Linked DNA regions of Sus scrofa: region 1 is linked to region 2. A link is a contact called in public Hi-C data. All regions are on one chromosome and are shown on one strand. The core of a region is the stretch at or near the end of the contact, and the rest is flanking DNA. Distances in the headings are between cores, read along the strand shown. Region 1 overlaps LOC100511376 (E3 SUMO-protein ligase RanBP2). Region 2 holds the start of EDAR (tumor necrosis factor receptor superfamily member EDAR).

What was found. A called contact is a pair of places that touch in the nucleus more often than the background predicts.
Region 1: a Hi-C map of embryonic fibroblasts shows a contact between it and region 2, with 3 times the contacts expected there. The contact joins the enhancer-like site here to the promoter of EDAR in region 2. A contact is called at or near these places in 11 of 47 Hi-C or Micro-C datasets (embryonic fibroblasts, fetal heart ventricle, fetal skeletal muscle and 7 more).

What each region holds. Positions count from the first base shown.
Region 1 is chr3:47,529,150-47,532,063 of Sscrofa11.1, reverse strand. LOC100511376 (E3 SUMO-protein ligase RanBP2) reads left to right here. Exons shown (of 30, transcript XM_021087106.1): 30 at 1-702. Among named protein-coding and RNA genes, the nearest start is that of CCDC138, 60 kb to the right of the region's middle. Within about 2 kb of position 1,618, at least 39 of the 83 cell types and tissues checked have an H3K27ac peak or open chromatin away from gene starts, as enhancers often do. A contact at or near this core is called in embryonic fibroblasts, omental adipose tissue, retroperitoneal adipose tissue and 3 more, where this site is marked.
Region 2 is chr3:47,394,996-47,397,860 of Sscrofa11.1, reverse strand. It overlaps EDAR (tumor necrosis factor receptor superfamily member EDAR), which reads right to left and starts at 1,558. Exons shown (of 12, transcript XM_021087105.1): 1 at 1,308-1,558.

The DNA of each region.
Region 1 (2,914 bases), core at 369-2,868, 130 kb before region 2:
ACGTTTAAACACTGGTGTATTTCAGGTGTACTTGTGTTTATGTACTCCTGACATCTGTATTAAAGTGGAATAATACTTATTTTGTTCAAAGCAATAGACCTTCTCAAACTATTGAAGGATATATATGCAATTTAATTTTAATTCCTTTTATGATATTGGACTTCCTGCATGAATATACTTACTGTTTGAATAAAGGGACCATGACTTGGATAATTTTTCCTTTAGATTTGGAATATATTTTGTAATTTTAACTATTGGTGTGCTCATTTATGAATAGAGATTCACTTGTGAATGGATGGAGCCACAGAGGGTAGAAACTTAACCAAAGTGCTCTTCTATAAATTCTTGCACATCCTGTATAGTTAAATTAACTTTTAAGCAAAGTAACTTCTTTCCTTAAAAAAGATATGAAGCTTCCAAGGTATTAAATTAATTTTTACATTTTAAACAAGTTGATTATTTACATTTTTAGAAAAAAATCTTTGTCATCTGTTTCTGCTACCTCAAACTGCACTTGGTTCTGAGAGAACTTGAATTTTTCCTTGCAGTTATTGTGATAAAGTATGCATATTTTAAAAAGGTCTATACCATGTTCTTTGGTTAAAGATTTGCTTTATACTAGATTGTTGCAGTACCTTTTTCTGGTGAATTTTTGTAGCAAAAATAAAGTGACAATTGTTAACAGCCATGGCATTTAAAAAATTCATTGTGCATCTAGTTGTTTGTTCATTTTGGAATCAAATGAGGATAATTAGAGATCTGTAAACTCAAAAGTGCCATGTAAATTCCAGAGTTCCCAAGGACATGACTTTTCAAGTTGGGTAGACATTGAAAACTTGGAAACGGCTAGAGTCACAATTCGACACAAGGGGGAGATGTACTCATCTGACTACTCAGTGTAGCACTGCCAGGACAAGTTAGCACACAGGTTGCAACTTAGAATCGCTGCCAGTGGCTGCTATCTGCCTTCCTGTGTTTTTCCCAGTGAGGTCGCCTCATTTGTGTAGGGAGGGGCTGTGGGGTGGGCTCACTTGAGGTTCTCCTCCCTGGAGCTGGTGGGCGGCGCTGACCCTCAGAATCAAGTGTGTGTATGTTTGAGTATCTATATGCGTGTGTCTGTTTTTTATGTGGGTGCGCGTCTGCGCTGAACCTGCTTCTCAGCGGGGACTCGGGTTTAGGGGAAATTACAAGTAAAGGCAAGCACACCTGAGATTTCTCGCTCTGTAAACAGATTTCCGTGGCACCTTGAGCATTACAACTGTGGACTGAAAGATGTGGAAACGGATACTTTTAACCAAAACCGACTCTCTAGGATTGCTGTTCACAGCTGTTTCCAATGGGCAGCAGCATCTTTGACACAGACCTGTCGGTCAGGAGCCAACACGTGGGGACAGAGACTCAGCCCGACCCCGCCCGAATGCGGCCCAGGTGCTCCGGGCGCAGAAAGGGAAGAAGGGCTGATCTTCGATCCACAGGCATCACACCCTCTGGACCCAAGAGCACAAACGGACGCCAGCGACTACGCGGTGAGACGCACATTTCGCTACGCGGGCTACAGCGCCTTTGACAAGAAGACGGCGGCAGCCACGGCGTGCCTCAGCGTCGGGGGCGGGGCGTGGGGCACGTCGGTATGCAAGTCCGCGGCGCCCGCCCAGCCGAACGACGTTGCCGGCGGCGGGGGTGGGGGCCGACGACGGCGGCCGCCGCTTTGGAGGCGAGGGTGGTGAAGCCACCAGGGCAGGATCTGGTGGTGGAGTGCCTCAAAAGCCGTTACGGCCTCCGAGCGGCTGCCCAGCCGAGGTGAGGCCCCGCCCTGCCTACCGGCCGGCGCGAATCCCCCTATGACCGCGTCTGCAGGTCGAGGCGTGGGCGCGTCGCGGGGGGCGGCTCCTGGCGGGCACCGCACCCCAGAGGGTCAGTGCGCGTCCCCGCGGGAACGCGTGCCAGGGGCTCCCCGCGGTGACTTGCATGCGGGTCGGAACCGCCTCGGTCCCGGACCAGAGCGGCGAGCTCGAGCCAGTTCGGCGGGGAAAGGTGCGGGCGCCCGGCGGTCTGGATCCGCGTTGGTGCCTCTGACCGCGGACGCCGCTGGCGCGTCGGGCATCCAGGACGGGGCGCTGCGCAGATTCGGTTCTCCGAGGCGGGGACACTGCGCGGGGACCGGGCGGGAGCGGGAACGGCTGTGCGGGGACCCTGTGGGAGCGGAGACGTCCGTGCGGGGACAGGGCGGAAACCGGGTGGGAACGGGGATAGCTGAGCGGGGACCGGGCGGTGCGGGGACCGGCGGGAACGGAGACGGTTGTGCGGGGACCGGGCGAGAACCGGGACAGCCCAGCGGGAACTGGGCGGGAACGGGGACGGCTGTGCGGGGGCGGTGTGTGGGGACCCGGCGGGGAGGGCCTGCACCCGGTCACCGCGCTGGCGCTCTCTTTCAGCCGGGGTGGCGGCGATCGGACGGTGCGGAGCGTCCTGAGCGTCGGAGGCGGCCTCCCCGCACCCCAGGTAGGTCTGCGCGGCTGGGAGGCGCTCAGGCCGCAGGGCTCAGCGCCTTCGCGGGGAGGCTCTGGCTCTTTCCTTCACTGCATCGAAGAGAGTTTATTACACAGCGTTTACTGTCTCAGATTCACGAAGGGAGAAAGGAAGGGTTGGACGTTGGAGGCCTGGCGGGATATCGCGGGGAGGCGGAAAGCAGGCTGGATTCTGAACTTAGTCCTTCCTTGTGCTTTCTGCTGGTGGCACTGAGAAGATTCTCGTGGCGTCTCTGGTGCTCGGGTGCCTAGCCATTAGAACAGGTTAAAGGCACCTGCTCGGCTTGCTGCCCAGCGTCGGACCCAGAATCCGGTGCGCTGGTGGATGACAGCATCTTGTAAATTGGAGGCTCGATGCCTGTTTTCTGGAAGTCTGCTTGCGGGAG
Region 2 (2,865 bases), core at 309-2,808:
TAGGGAGATGCTTCCCGGTTAAAAGTCAGTGTGGGAAGTGCACCCTGCGAAGTGGGGGTCAGTCCTGGTGTGAGCAGGGCAGGTGTGAGCAGGGCAGGTGCTTCAGGGGACACAGTGACACCCAGGAGGAGGGTGAGCCCCACACCTCTGCACTGCACAAATACGCATCTTTCACAGAATGAAAACTTTGTTTACTTTTAGAAACTGGATCGTGGCCAGAAAATGAAAATCAAACATTTCAGGGAAATTTTATTTACCCTTTCGTCTCAAAGACATGTGCTTCCAGAATTACCTTCCAAAAGTGCTGTCACAAAATTCGCCTGGCTCCCTTGGGGGAAGGTTTTAAGTGGTGATGACTTAGAATCTCAGGGCACCAAATTGGGTGGGAAATAGTTCACTTATTTGAATTGATCCCCCTTTTCCGTTAGTTCATTATGGATTTTTACCTCTTTAATATTTTGATTTAGCTGTGGTTTCACTCTGGGTTGGAGAGCATCTCAAAATATGGATTCAGTACCACAGAGCTGGGGGGCCTGTGCCCCCTCCTCACCCTCACTTCCTTCAGCCTCACCTCCTTCTGGGTCGGGGGTTGGGGGGGGTGGCTTCTGCTCTGCTAATGTAGCTCCTCACTCCACCCCATATCGTTTCAACTGTCACTCTGTTGTTTTACCTCATCTGCTGTCCTGGCTGTCCTAACACCTCTGGCTTCCACCAAGCAGGTGCAGCTACAGCAGGATGATGGGGAGTCAGCCCAAACTTCCCCCTAAACTGTCAGAGGGTTGAGTGGAAACTCCTGGCTGGAGGTGAGAGCCGAAATCACCAGACGCAGCCCCACCCTCTCACTCTCCTCCGCCCCCACTTCAAAACAGGCCACGACCTCTGCCTCAGGCCTGATTCAGAACCACCTGGGAAGGTGGTCAAGGGACCCCGGGTGGGACACGGGTTCAGAGCCCAGTTCAAGCCCAGCTGCAGCTCGCCTTTCCCAAGACCACACTTTCAGGCTCCTGGAGACCACGGGTCTCAGGGGCCCAAATCTCAAGCCTGTTAAGTTCACACAGTTTGGCTCCTTTGCCAAATGCACAGCCAATAGTAAAATGGGGTTTCGGATGTTTTTCTGAAAACAAAGGAACAATCTCAGGTCTTAGAACCAGTAGCGCAGATGTACAGCAACCAGGAAAGCTTGTTCAAACGCAACCCAAAAATGACACGCATCTCAAAAATGCACTCGGGCTGTCTCCCGGCGGTGACACCTCAGTCTCAGCCACAGCCAAAGACTTTAGGAACCGAAAGAAAAGGACCAGGCTTACCGGACCCCGGTGGAGGCTCGCTTCCAATCCCAGAGGGTGTCCCTGGAGAAAGCCAGGCTTCCGCTCCCTGGGGCTCCTGGGTTCACAGGTGGCCTCCTGGCCGTGTCCCAGAGTCAGGTGCTGCCGCGGCCGGCAGCCGTGGGGCTGCCTGGGCCAGGCTCCGCTCCGCTTCAGCCCCCTCTCGCCTGCTCCCAACTCCCCTCCGCTCCCCGGCTCCTCGACTCCCCGACTCACCCTTAACTGCTCCTTGGTGCGAGCTGGGAAACGCGTCCCAGAACCTCTGAGCAGACTCACCTGCGCCACCTAGAGGCTTCTCCCCGCACTGCGCGCAGCAACCGCACAGGTGGGCCCCTCTGCTGCCGCCCCACGCACCTGGCCCTGACTTCCTGCTCAAAGATACCCTATGGAATTAGTAAAGGCATTAATTCGATTTTTTTGAGGGGGTGGTTGTCTCGCTTCTTTCAGAACAACTAGAGCCTTTGGGCTCTGGAACTCCAGAAAGTTAAATTAGCATTAAAATACCATTAATCAAAATGTATGCACTCAAGGACCCCCCACTGAGATGGCCATGGGCAGGGCTGGCTCCTCCTTTCAGCTGTGATCCCTTTCCCTGTTCCTGCCTGGTCCTGCCCTCCCCTCCCCGGATCTCCTTCAGGGTGAGTCACAGCACTGACTTCTCTTCCCTCCCCCAACATCCCCACACACCACCCTGCACCCCAACAAATCAGATACCTATATACCCCTATAACTCCAGACAATCAAACACCCCAAAGAACTCCAGACAACCATACACCCCATAGAACTCCAGACAACCATACACTCCCTATAACTCCAGACAACCATACACCCCACACAACTCCAGACAACCATACACCCAAAGCAACTCCAGGCTCAATTTCTACCCCCTCCTCTTTCATCTGGTCTTGTCCACCCAGATACGTGTAGGTTACTTCACATGTGACAAATAACAGTTTAGAGGGAAACAGACAGAAATGTGTGGACAGGTAAGTGTCCTGGGAACAGACTTTCCTCTGCCCTCCCACCCCCTACGAGTAGAACCCCGATTCCCAACTTACTACCACCTTGATGACTGTCCAGACAGAGGAGGTTTCAGTGAGGATTTTAACCTGAATGTTAAGGTTTGCACCTTTATTCAGCCCATGCTGAGCCCAAACTGAAGGTTTGTGACAAATCACAATTCCTAAAATTGTTAAATTAGGAACCTAGGTAGGCAAATAAGAACCACGTACGCTGGACTAATCTAGAATTTCTCTTGTGCGTAATTTTGACTTTTGGGCCTGTTCTTTTTGTTAAGTGTGTTTGAGGATAAAGATTATCTTCAGTGTAACTTTTTGTTTCTATTGGAAATTAATGGCGACTTTAAATTTACCAAAAAGAGATGACATTGATATTGCCAAAAGAGAGGGAAAAAGGAGAACATGTTAGAATGGGCATAGAATATGGTGCTGTAGTAGAGGCCAGAAAGGTTTTTCCTCTTTTTAAAAAATTCGAAGAAGCTTCCATCAAGAAAAGTAGTGGATGGTTGTACCACGTGCAA